Linked DNA regions of Ovis aries: region 2 is linked to region 1. Evidence: chromatin contacts called from public Hi-C data. All regions are on one chromosome and are shown on one strand. Each heading gives the region's core, a stretch centred on a gene start, on an enhancer-like site or on the middle of the called end of the contact. The rest is flanking DNA. Distances are from core to core; before and after follow the strand shown.

Evidence for each region. Hi-C and Micro-C count contacts between places; a contact is called where the count stands out from the background.
Region 2: a contact with region 1 is called in a Hi-C map of blood, with 3 times the contacts expected there. The contact joins the enhancer-like site here to the promoter of ITGA4 in region 1. A contact is called at or near these places in 3 of 16 Hi-C or Micro-C datasets (all in blood).

What each region holds. Positions count from the first base shown.
Region 1 is chr2:128,372,997-128,378,596 of ARS-UI_Ramb_v3.0, reverse strand. It overlaps ITGA4 (integrin subunit alpha 4), which reads left to right and starts at 2,114. Exons shown (of 28, transcript XM_004004537.6): 1 at 2,114-2,610; 2 at 2,949-3,070. The coding sequence starts at 2,414.
Region 2 is chr2:128,561,553-128,567,176 of ARS-UI_Ramb_v3.0, reverse strand. All of the region lies in intron 1 of LOC132659308 (a long non-coding RNA gene), which reads left to right. Among named protein-coding and RNA genes, the nearest start is that of ITGA4, 190 kb to the right of the region's middle. Within about 2 kb of position 2,911, at least 4 of the 54 cell types and tissues checked have an H3K27ac peak or open chromatin away from gene starts, as enhancers often do.

The DNA of each region.
Region 1 (5,600 bases), core at 865-3,364:
CAAACTCCACCTGTCTAAAATTAAATCTACCATTGCCCCCCAGCTATACAGTCTCTGTCTCTCTGTCTCTCTGTCTCTGTCTCTCTCTCTCTCTCTCTCTCTCACACACACACACACACACACACACGCATAACCTTATTCCCCCAGTGTTTTTCTCTGTGAATTAGCATCATATTCCCAGATCCCAAACTTGAAACTTGGGCATCCTGACTCCTTCCTCTCAGCCCCACATTCGTATTTACCTAATTCTGTTGTTATTTAGTTGCTAAATTGTGTCCGACACTTTGCAACCCCATGGACTATAGATAGCCTGCCAGGCTCCTCTGTCCGTGGGATTTCCCAGGCAAGAATACTGGAGTGGATAGCTATTCCTTTCTCTAGGGAATCTTCCAGATCCAGGAATCGAACCCAAACCCTTGTCTCCTGCATTGGCAGGTGGGTTCTTTACCACTGAGCATTAGGGAAGCCCCAGTCACCAAATTCTGTTGGGTTCTATCCTCAGCTACCTCTTGAAACTCTTTTTTCTGCTCCTTCCTAGTTCAGGCCACTCTCATCTCACCACTCACTACTGCAGAAGCCTGCAAAGTTAGGCTTTCTGTCTTCAGCTTTTTCTTCACACTTCTGAAACTCACAGCTGACCAAGACCAGTCCTCCAACAGCTGCCTACTAGCTCCAGCACAGATTTATAAATTCTTAAACTGGTTTTGGAGGTTCACAATATGTCCCCACCTCCCTAGTCAACCTCATATGACACTATCCTGTGTGGGGGCCGCTAACCACTCCAGCAAAGGCCATCTCTTCCCATTCCTCTACCTGGCCCTGCTGCCCTTCATCTTTTCTCTCAAAGTGGTTAGCCTAACAACTGTGCTTCTCCTTCAACTCTAAGTGTCCCTAAAACATCCAGAACTTTCTCCAGTCAATAAACATTTGTCTGTCTACCACCTAGCCAAAATTTTTCCTGAAAACTTGCCCTGCCTTGTTCCCTATGGCATCCTGTGGGCCTGGCAAAATGCCTGCTCAATTAATATGCTAAATAAATGAACAAGTATTTTAATCATGTGTCTACTTTTACAACTTGAGAGGTACTGCTTCAATATGGTTTTAACGCGCGCACACACATACTATATAAAGAAAGCTTTTTCTTCTTTTGTTTTTACTTTCCATTCCCCTCTCTAGGGGATCTTCCCGACCCAGGGATCAACCCCTGGTCTCCTGCATTGCAGGCTAACTATTTACCATCTGAGCCACCAGGGAAACCCAAATAATATCTAGACCTGCCTCTCCTGCAAATACCACCCTAATCATCTATGGCTATCCAGCTGCACTAGAAAGAAACCTGAGGTACACCTGGCTTAATCGGGACAAGAGTCAAACCCAGTTTAGTGTGGTGTGCTGCGGTTCCCCAGCACATTTTCAGAGGCTCATTACGCTGTCTTGACCTAAGCCCCGATGGCTCGCGTATCCGGTGGAACTGATCGGATGTGTGGAAAGGGGGAGCATCAGATTCAGTGGAAACGAGGCAAGTGTTTCCTTACCCCAACCTGGCCCTTGAACAGAGCCACAGCCTAAACCTTCTGCCCCACCCTGCCTTTCAGCTAGAGCCACTGCTCCAAGCAAGCAGCCCGGACTAAAGAGGAAGTAAGGCGAGGAAGAAAGTGGAAGTCTTAAATACCATAACGTCTTTTTCACCAAAATGTATCTTGGGCGCCTTCAGGGAGTGTTCTGCGTGTGTGTGTGTGGCTCCCTGGTTAGTTTTTCTAGTGGTTGCTTATTAACCCCCCACCCCCCAAACCAGGTGTAGTGCTGAAATAGCAACGAAGGTTCAGGGCAGTTCCTTCGCAGTCCATGCGGTGCCCAGGTTTGTGGCTGGCCTCTGGGCCACACCGTGCAGGAGCCTCAACGCTCATAGTGGGCGCGCGCGGTCGGTAGGATTGAGGCCCCAACCGCGGTTAAGGCGAAGCCCTGGCCCGGTCCAGCTCAACTCCTGCAGTGCCGGGAGGCCCGGCCTGGGCGCGCGCTGCGCAGCCAAGGTCCCCCAGCGCCCCCTACAGTCACGCGTGCCGGGAGTCAGCGCTGGGTCCCGCGACTCCGCACCACGCCCGGCACCCCACCCAGAGGCCCGCGCCCCGGGGCTCACGGTCACCGCACCTCCCGGCCGCAGAATCCGGCGTGGGGATCTGCGGGCGCGTCCTATCCCTTGCCATCTCGGATTGCTCCGCCCGCCGCAGCCCGACTTCCCCTCCCTCTCTGGGTCCCTGCCCTCCTCCCTCTCTTCTTCCCTCCCGCCCGCCGGCGCCGGACACGCTGAGCCTCTTCTCTCGGGGCGCCCTTCCCCTCGGCCAGCCGTCGCATCCCGCGCAGCTTCGGGACGGAGAGTGGCGGTTGAGTGTTGAATGTTCCGCTCCGAGAGCTCATGGCTGTGGAAGCGAGGCGAAGGCCGGGCCCCCGAGGGGCCGCCGTCTGGGAGGCGGTGATGTTTCTGTTGTGCTCGGGGGTCCCGACCGGGCGCCCCTACAACGTGGACACGGAGAGTGCGCTGCTCTACAAGGGACCCCCCAACACCCTGTTTGGCTACTCGGTGGTGCTGCACAGCCACGGGGAGAACCGATGGTGAGTAGGGTCGGACGCGGGAGCCTTTGGCATCTCAGGGCAGCTAGCGAAAAGCGCCTCGGGGATCCCCTGCCTGATTCAAACTTTCCTCCCACTAGAGAAGGCAGGAGGGAACCCAGCTCGCTGGAGAAGCGCTTGGGAAACGAACTCATCTTGGGGTGGCAGCAGCCGGGGTGCGTTCTGGCGCCAGGCCCTGAAGTTTGGGGTGGCGGGTTGAGTGCTGGGGTGGTGGGCGGAGGCAGAGGCGGCGGGAGCGGCCCGGCTGCCTCTGCGGAGACCCGGGGTTTAGTGGGCAGCAAGGCTAACATCTGCACCCACGTGCGCGTTTCTCTTCTCAGGCTCGTAGTCGGGGCGCCCACTGCCAACTGGCTCTCCAACACGTCAGTGGTCAAACCTGGGGCTATTTACAGATGCAAGATTGGGAAGAATCCAGCCAGGACCTGTGAACAGCTCCAGCTAGGTGAGTGGGATCTGGGGACGGGAGCTAGTAAGCCCTCACCCCACTCCTGTGGACTCCACGGCGGACAAGTCCTGGAAAAAACTCGTATTGCCTATTCTCATCTTTAAAGGGGATGATTTTCACTGTTAACTCAACACCACGTTCCCTTCTTAACATAAAAGAGGTCTCCTTTCTGCCAGTGTTTTTCTCCCTTTTGCTTATGACAGTGATTGTAGTATTCTGACAAAACTACATAGAAGGAAAATTTCTGACACCTCCTTAGACCTTCCCTTGACCTCTCTCTCTCCCCCTCCTCCTGCCCCCACCCCCCATGTGTAAAACACATCTTAAAATCTCTCAGCACATTAATGACAGGATCCAGAGAAGCCAAGACTTGAGAATTTTATTTCCATCTTAAAACACATCTTAAAATCTCTCAGCACATTAATGACAGGATCCAGCGAAGCCAAGACTTGAGAATTTTATTTCTATCTTTGACCTACCAACCTTGTTAAAGAACAGGCTAAGGGGCAGATCAGGAATAGCAGTTGGAATTGATCCCATACCCTGTCATTTAGTCTAAGGACTTAAAAAGAAAATAATCTAGTTTTACTTAAGATATGAAATATAAAAGGAGAGCACAAGAAAAAATTGGCATCTCCACCATTAATAGAAGTATTAATAAAATGAGGTTTAATGTATAATTATTAATTTTTCTCTTCAAAGACTCTTGATTTCTTAATGTCTCTAAAAATGCATTCTGAAGAAAATTCATGTTTCAAAGTCAACAGCAAATTTGCTTTGCACAGACACATGGGGGAAGAAAGGGGAACTAATATTAATTCAGACCCTATATTGCTTCAAACATTGTTAGGAACTGCCCTATATGTTGCTTCTTTTCCAGAAAACAACACTGGGCCATTGGTGGCATTGTTCTTACTTTACATGTGAGGACTCTTTACATGTGGTTCAGAGTGTTGCAAGGACATTTTCTAAAGTTACTCAGCTAGTGAGTGGAAGATGGGACTGCAAGTCAAAGTCAGGCCTCAGTTCAGTTCAGTCACTCAGTCGTGTCCAACTCTTTGTGACCCCATGGACTGCAGCGCACCAGGCTTCCCTGTCTATTACCAACTCTTAGAGCTTGCTCACACTCATGTCCATCCAGTTGGTGAGGCCATCCAACCATTTCATCCTCTGTTGTCCCCTTTTCCTCCAGCCTACAATCTTTCCCAGGATCAGGGTCTTTTCCAGTGAGTCAGTTCTTCACATCAGGTGGCCAAAGTATTGGAGTTTCAGCTTCAGCATCAGTCCTTCCAAAGAATATTCAGAACTGATTTCCTTTAGGATTCACTGGTTTGATCTTCTTGCTGTCTAAGGGACTCTCAAGAGTCTTCTCCAACACCACAGTTCAAAAGCATCAATTCTTCAGTGCTCAGCTTTCTTTATACTCCAACTCTCACATCCATACATGACTGCTGGAAAAGGCCTGCTTGGGTCCAAAGTCCAAGCCATTTCCAGTCACGTATATATCTTCAATGCAAATAAAATTCACTGAAGAGTCCGACATAGTGTCTGCTGAGCTGGTGAGTTACCTGTGAATGGTGAATAAATGGTTATACTTAGTATCTTTTTTCTATTTATCTTTATTATCCATGGGTTTTGGGGATAAGTGAATCACTGCATCTTTAATACCCTCTCCCCTTTTTTTACATAGTAGTCTTTGCTTTTTCTCAAACTGGAATACTTCTTCCCTTCATTGACAGTAAATTCAAATACAATATGCACATAATGGAATTTTATTTTTGACTCAGAGAACATTTATAAGAGTTTAGGAGTGGTCTGCACTGCATAGAGTAAGTCCCACTCTCTTATTAAGCATCTTCCATCCCAAAAGGCAGACTAGGAAAGCATAACACATTCACAGACCTATGCATTTGGAATAACTCTGCAAAGCATAATTGTCTTTTCCTAAGAGACTTGAGGGATGAAGAATTCGGGAGCAGAGCAGACAGCTTTGATCTGCCAGAGGATCTTGACAAGGTCTCGGGAGGGAAATGTTTTATTTTGCTGTCCTGTCATAGTTTCCTGATTCATGACATTACAACCACTGGTATTTATCCCCTACTTCCTGTCTGGAATGGCACTGGATCTATTTCTAGATGTCGTATTTAACTGGAAAGATCCGGTCACAATATTGTATTAAAATTTAGGATAATAAAAAATAATCTGTCAAAATTTTAGGAAAGCCTAAATTCTCTGGACACATGGAACATAGGAAGTGATTACAGAAATATTCATGGAGAAATGTGTGCCTGGTAGATGTACAGCAAGCATGCATTAAATAAAGATTTATTGGGTGGATAAATGAATAAAGCAAAGTGAAATCTTGATTGTTACCAACCTGATTGGTGAATAAGAGAATTAACTAGAAATGATAAGTCAAAGGGATATTTTCAACTTTAAGATTTTTGATCAATAAAAAAGGTATTTACTGAGATGAAAGGCAGACGACAAGATTTCTAGTCAGTCAACTGGTAGAAACACTGATGGC
Region 2 (5,624 bases), core at 1,662-4,161, 190 kb before region 1:
AATGCAGGTTCATTATACTAGAAAAGAAAATAAGGTTTTAAGTGACAACTATACTTAATATGCAACTTTTTCCCATTTTACCACTGAACCTTGAATAATAAACCTTAAGTAGTTGTTTGGATTTAAATTATTCCTATGTCTTAAATTATAGTTCAAACACAGTAAAATCATCATATGTGTTATTTCAGAAAGTAAAAAGCCCTAAAAATTGCCTCAGGAATTTTATTTCCTTATATTATAATTTAAACTTGGTAGTTTTCCTCAATAATAATAATAATAATAAAGTTGTTCAAAGGTAAATACAGCTTGTAAACTTAGTATTGTTTTTCCACATGAGGGAAAAGGGCTAAAATTTACTGTGTGTTCACAGTACGGCAGACGCTTGACCTCACTTAAACCCCACACCAAAGGTATGAAGTGGGTATCTTTCTCCCCATTTTTATTGAAAAAATGAATCTCAGAGATATTAGATGAGTAGTCTAAGGCCACAGTGGGTCTTCCATGGAATACAAACTGGAGTCATCATGACCTCAGAAATTGTTATTTGCTCATTACAATTTACTTTGAATTTGGGAATTTTAAAAATATTGGAATTTTCACCTTTAAATTAATCATCAGTATCAACAGTCCACCTTAAAGAAGGAGTGCATTTCTAGAAAAAGTGTGAGCTATTTACCGCTATCATTGGAGGCAGAAATCATGCTGAATATGAAGTATGATTTGCCTTGGTAAATTCCCTGATTTAAACTGACAGGTGCTAGTGGACTTAGTTAAATACCTTTTTGGAAACAAAAGGTTCCTTGTGGACCCAATGCACGAAGTATAGTTGTGTGCTCCTGAATCCTCTTACCGATTGCTCAGAGGGATTACAGGGGAATCAGCAGGTAAGAAGCATAAAAGGTGACTGCGAACAGTGTCCTTTACCGTCAGTCCAGGGCAGAGGCTCAGAGTAACTGTCAATAGAAGAGAAGCTGTTGTACAAGAGAATTGCTTAAAACATGTCCGTTGCTCTCCCTGCAGAGTGAAGGCACTGTTTGTGGTTTGGAGAGCATGGTGACAGTTTGAAGCTGTTTCACCAATTTAGTGTGTGTATATATATATATATATATACGTCTGCAGTGCGGTGTGCTTTCTTATCTTGAGGAGCATGTGTTAAAACAGTTGATGTATGTTGACAAAATGGGGTCTGTAAGGAAAGATCAAGTCTTGATATTTCCTCACTTCATAGTTAAGTGTTCAGTTGGTAGTGTGAGTGTAGATAAAGGAGAGCATTAGTGCCCGTTGGAGATGTAAAGCTATCAGTTAAAAGATGATCAATTATGGATAAGACTATTTCTGTTTTTTTCTATCTCTTGACAGCTGTGAGCAAGGCTATTCTAAAGTTCCATTACAGTATAGCAAGTTTATTACTTCCCTGGACAAATAAAATACAAATATAATTTCACCCTTAAAAGAGATTATTAAGCTAATGTTGCAAAAACTTGCTAATCTTATTAATTTAACAATTCATAGTATTGAATAGGGAAACTCAAGATAACATGATTTTAGATCCGAACGATGTGTTGCAAATCATATATTAAGGCCCCCCCCCAAAAGTAAGTATACATAAATATAATTCTTGCTGAGAGTTCTCATTTCTCAGTTGTATCTCCATTTCTCTGTGTGAAGTGGACATATTTATCTCTGATAGTTTTAGGTTTGTCTTTCAAGGATCTTGAGTACTTCAGACAAAGTGACCATACTGTTTGTTATACCAGTTACACATACACACACACACACAAGCACTAACCAGGAACTTCTTGCATATTTGGGAAGGTAAGAATACTTGTTTTTCCTGTGACTTAGAAATCAACATCTTCTGCCTTTGACCACAAAAGTAGGAAAAGTCTTGTTTACCATGGGTGTTCACTATTGAGCCTGATGAACAAACCATCAGTGGGGCTTCTGGATAGTTTGTTTCCATAAGCAAGCCACCTTTTGAAAGTGTTGTCCTAAATGCCGAGTTCATAGAGTCCAAGAAGAAGCTACCCTGTGTTGGTGTTTTTCTTTCTGGCTTACTTCACTCTGTATAGTAGGCTCCAGTTTCATCCACTTCATTATTAAAATAAATAAATTTATATTTAAAAAAAGAAGAAGCTAACCTGAATTTTCTTTGCCAGTGTCAAAATTTTAGTATTTTCTGAGCAGGATTAATTAGACCTGGAAGATTATATCTAGTCCCTTACAGAAAATTCAGTCAAAATGTTTCTGCTTGTTTAATACATAGTTTGTAAACAGATGTGAGAGTTTTCATATTATTTGTCCTTTTCCCTTTCACTGTTGATTTAATTATCAGTTCTGCCTAAATATCAGACTTCAAAAACTGTTCTTAATTTGTGCTTAAATATGGTGCGAAGCTTGATACTGAAATTATTCAGTAAATACTGAGTTTTGAAAAGTATTTACAACTAACCAAGGAAGGAACACCTAATTCCTAACTCCTAAATTGGGTGTTTCTAATAAAGAGTTGTTTTTTATTGCAAAAAGTTGCTTTGTGATCTCACATACTTGGAGACTGAGATGTGGAGAATTTACCAAGGCACAAAGATGGACAAAAGAGAGTCGATGGGCAGACAGTGACTGATCAAGGCAGATAAACGAGGAAAGGAAAAGAACATCGACATTTTGAAAACTTTCTGTAATGTCTTTAACTTAAGATAATATTTAAGAGAATGTTGTTCACAGCTGCAAAAGAGATTCAGAAATGAAACATAGAAAAGGTATTGAAAAATGGGAAAGGTGCGGAAATGGGAGGGAGAAAAATGATACACAGACGGTGAAAGAAAATGTCTAGAAGAACACAGGTATTTATAAAATAGCTGTGAGTCCTCTGCTCTTCAGTCTTGAGGATCCTCTGGTTTCATAGTCTCTGCTTCTTTACACAGGATGTACATTTATAGATTGTTTACTTAGTAACTGAAACCTTTGCTTTTTTTCTCTTAAAAAAAAAATCATGTGATGTTAGAGGGAGAAGTTTGTTCCCAATCACTTAGTAACCTCATCTGTGGGCAGTTGTAAAATTTGTTTTAAAATTTTGATATAAAATTTATATTAAAATATTGTTTAATAATAAAAGTGATAAACTGTTAAAATGATCAGGCTATTTCTATTGGTTTCTGAACTTCTTAGAACTTTTTTTCTGCAAAATATTATAGTGATGTCAGTGGCATTGCCTGAGAATCAATTTAAGTGCCAGTAATGGCAGTTTTGCACCAACTCAGTGGACAAAAATTTGAGCAAACTCCAGGACAGTGGAGGACAGAGGAGCCTGGCGTGCTACAGTCCATGGGACATGACATAGCAACTGAACAACAACAACAAATGGCCGTTTTTACTATACAATTATTTTAGAATTTTTCTATTAAGTCAGTAAACACACATAACCCAATAGCTCTTAGGAAACTGTAGCTATGTTCCTTGAATTTAAGAGACATCATCTTAAAAACTCTCTTTAGAAAACTGTCTCTTTGCTGAAGACATAGTGGTAGGCTCTGAGCCCAGGCTGTCTGGGCTAGAGACCCAGCTTGACCTCTTACTGTCTGGGTAGCTTGGAACAGTCATTTCTCCTCTCAGAAGGTACAGGTGCTGTCTCATGGGGCTGAGCTATTGGATAATTAAGTGCAAATAATTCAGAAGAATGTCTGGCATATAAGAAGTATCTAATAAATTTAAGGTATCAGGATGCGTTGTTCAATAGAAAAGAAAAAAAAGCTACTGCAACATATTAAAACAGAAAGCCACAAAAGAAATAAATATGTTTGACAGTCACTCAAGGTGACTATTAGTCTTTAAAAAAATCTATCTAAGTATCTTCCACATAGTTAGCAGTTTAATAAATATGTACTGAAAAGATGAGTGGTTAAGACAATAAAATATGAAACCACAGGTACTCATCAGAAGTATTTATTGAGATCTCACACACACTTATAACTATATTGGGTCTGCTTTAGTAAGTGGGAAAATATGATATAACTTATATCTTCAAGGTTGTTTCAGCTGGTTGCAGAGAGATTACACGTATGTATGACAGACCTAAGATAAGCCTTTGCAAGTAGTAGGCACTCAGTAAGTACTCAAGAACTCAATCAATGAATGAATGGGAAAATAGGAAATAATTCTAAATGATAACAGAAATGGAAGGAATTATAACGTAGGTAGTCTGGCAATCATAAGACCCAAATGAGTTGATGTAGTTCTGAAAGTAGGACTCAGGCAGGTATTTAAAGAAAGTGTATTTTAAGCTTGTCATTTTCAAGCCTGGGGCTTCCCTGGTGGCCTCAGATGGTAAAAAATCTGCCTGCAATGCAGGGGATCTAGGTTCAATGGGAGGATCTCCTGGAGGTATATACTCTAGTATTCTTGCCTGGAGAATCCCAAGGACAGAGAAGCCTAGTCGGCTACAGTCCATGGAGTCACAAAGAGTTGGACACAACTGAGTGACTAACACTTCCATTTTTCACTTTTTTAACCTTAGTTGCACACTGAAATAGTGAATATCCATAGCCACCCCAAGAAAATCTTATTTGATTTATGTGAAACCCAGACATTTATATGGTTTAAAAGCTATGGAGGCATCTGATATGAAGGCATCTTATATCAATATACAATTAGCAAATATTTTTCAAAAAAAAAAGCTACTGAGATGATTCTAATATTCAGTCAAGGTGGAATTCACTGGTATAAATGATCAAAAACACAGAAAATATCATTTGGGCAGGCCTGGTGTGGAGAGAGATGGTAGTGTGGGGGCATTTGTGTGTAGGACTGTGAAAAGATGTGCAGTGATGCAGACAGGAGTTACACTGAGGCTAGACTAGCTTAGTTTTAAGGGCATAGCATCTTCCATTGGGATGGATGAGATAGAAGTGACAGATATGTGACTTTCCCATATGCGAGGACTTTGACTTCAGACCCAGCTTAAATCCCCTGTGCAGGTTTCATACACCCTGTATGCCTTATATTTCTCATCTATAAAATGAATGTTACTCTCTAATAAGGACCATGAAGATGGAAAGGATGTAGTGAAAGGAAGAACCGAATTAAGTAAATAAAGTTACTGGAAAAATGGTGTGTCATGGCCAGGCAGGAAAATGGAAGGGGCCAAAAGGGAACAAAAATAAGTCACATACTTCTTGAGTTTGTAAGGCTTCATAGCTAGAGAAATTTTTCATTCAAAAACTCTCCAAATAAAATATATGGTGGATCAGAAAATCTCTGTTTTATGGAACAGACTAAATTCCCTCCTCATAGCTGCTCACTATAAATTCCCCCTCAAAACTGGTTATACCAACTCAGAAATGAAACTAGAGCTGTGCACAGCAGGTTGGGCAAAATAAGAAATAAGCCTTTTGAAAGTTTACTTACTGTTTCAAATGTTCACATTAGAAGCAGAAGTATTTAAGTCCCGTGAGAAAACGCTAAATGAAAATAGGAAGTATTGAAAATGAAAGCCACATACGTTTTGTAAGAGTTTGACCTTCCATATTCTTTCAGTAGATTTTTTTCTACATAAAGTAATTGAAATTGTTAGACCTTCTGATGAATAATATCTATGTGGAGGTACATATTAATACCTTTATTTCTAA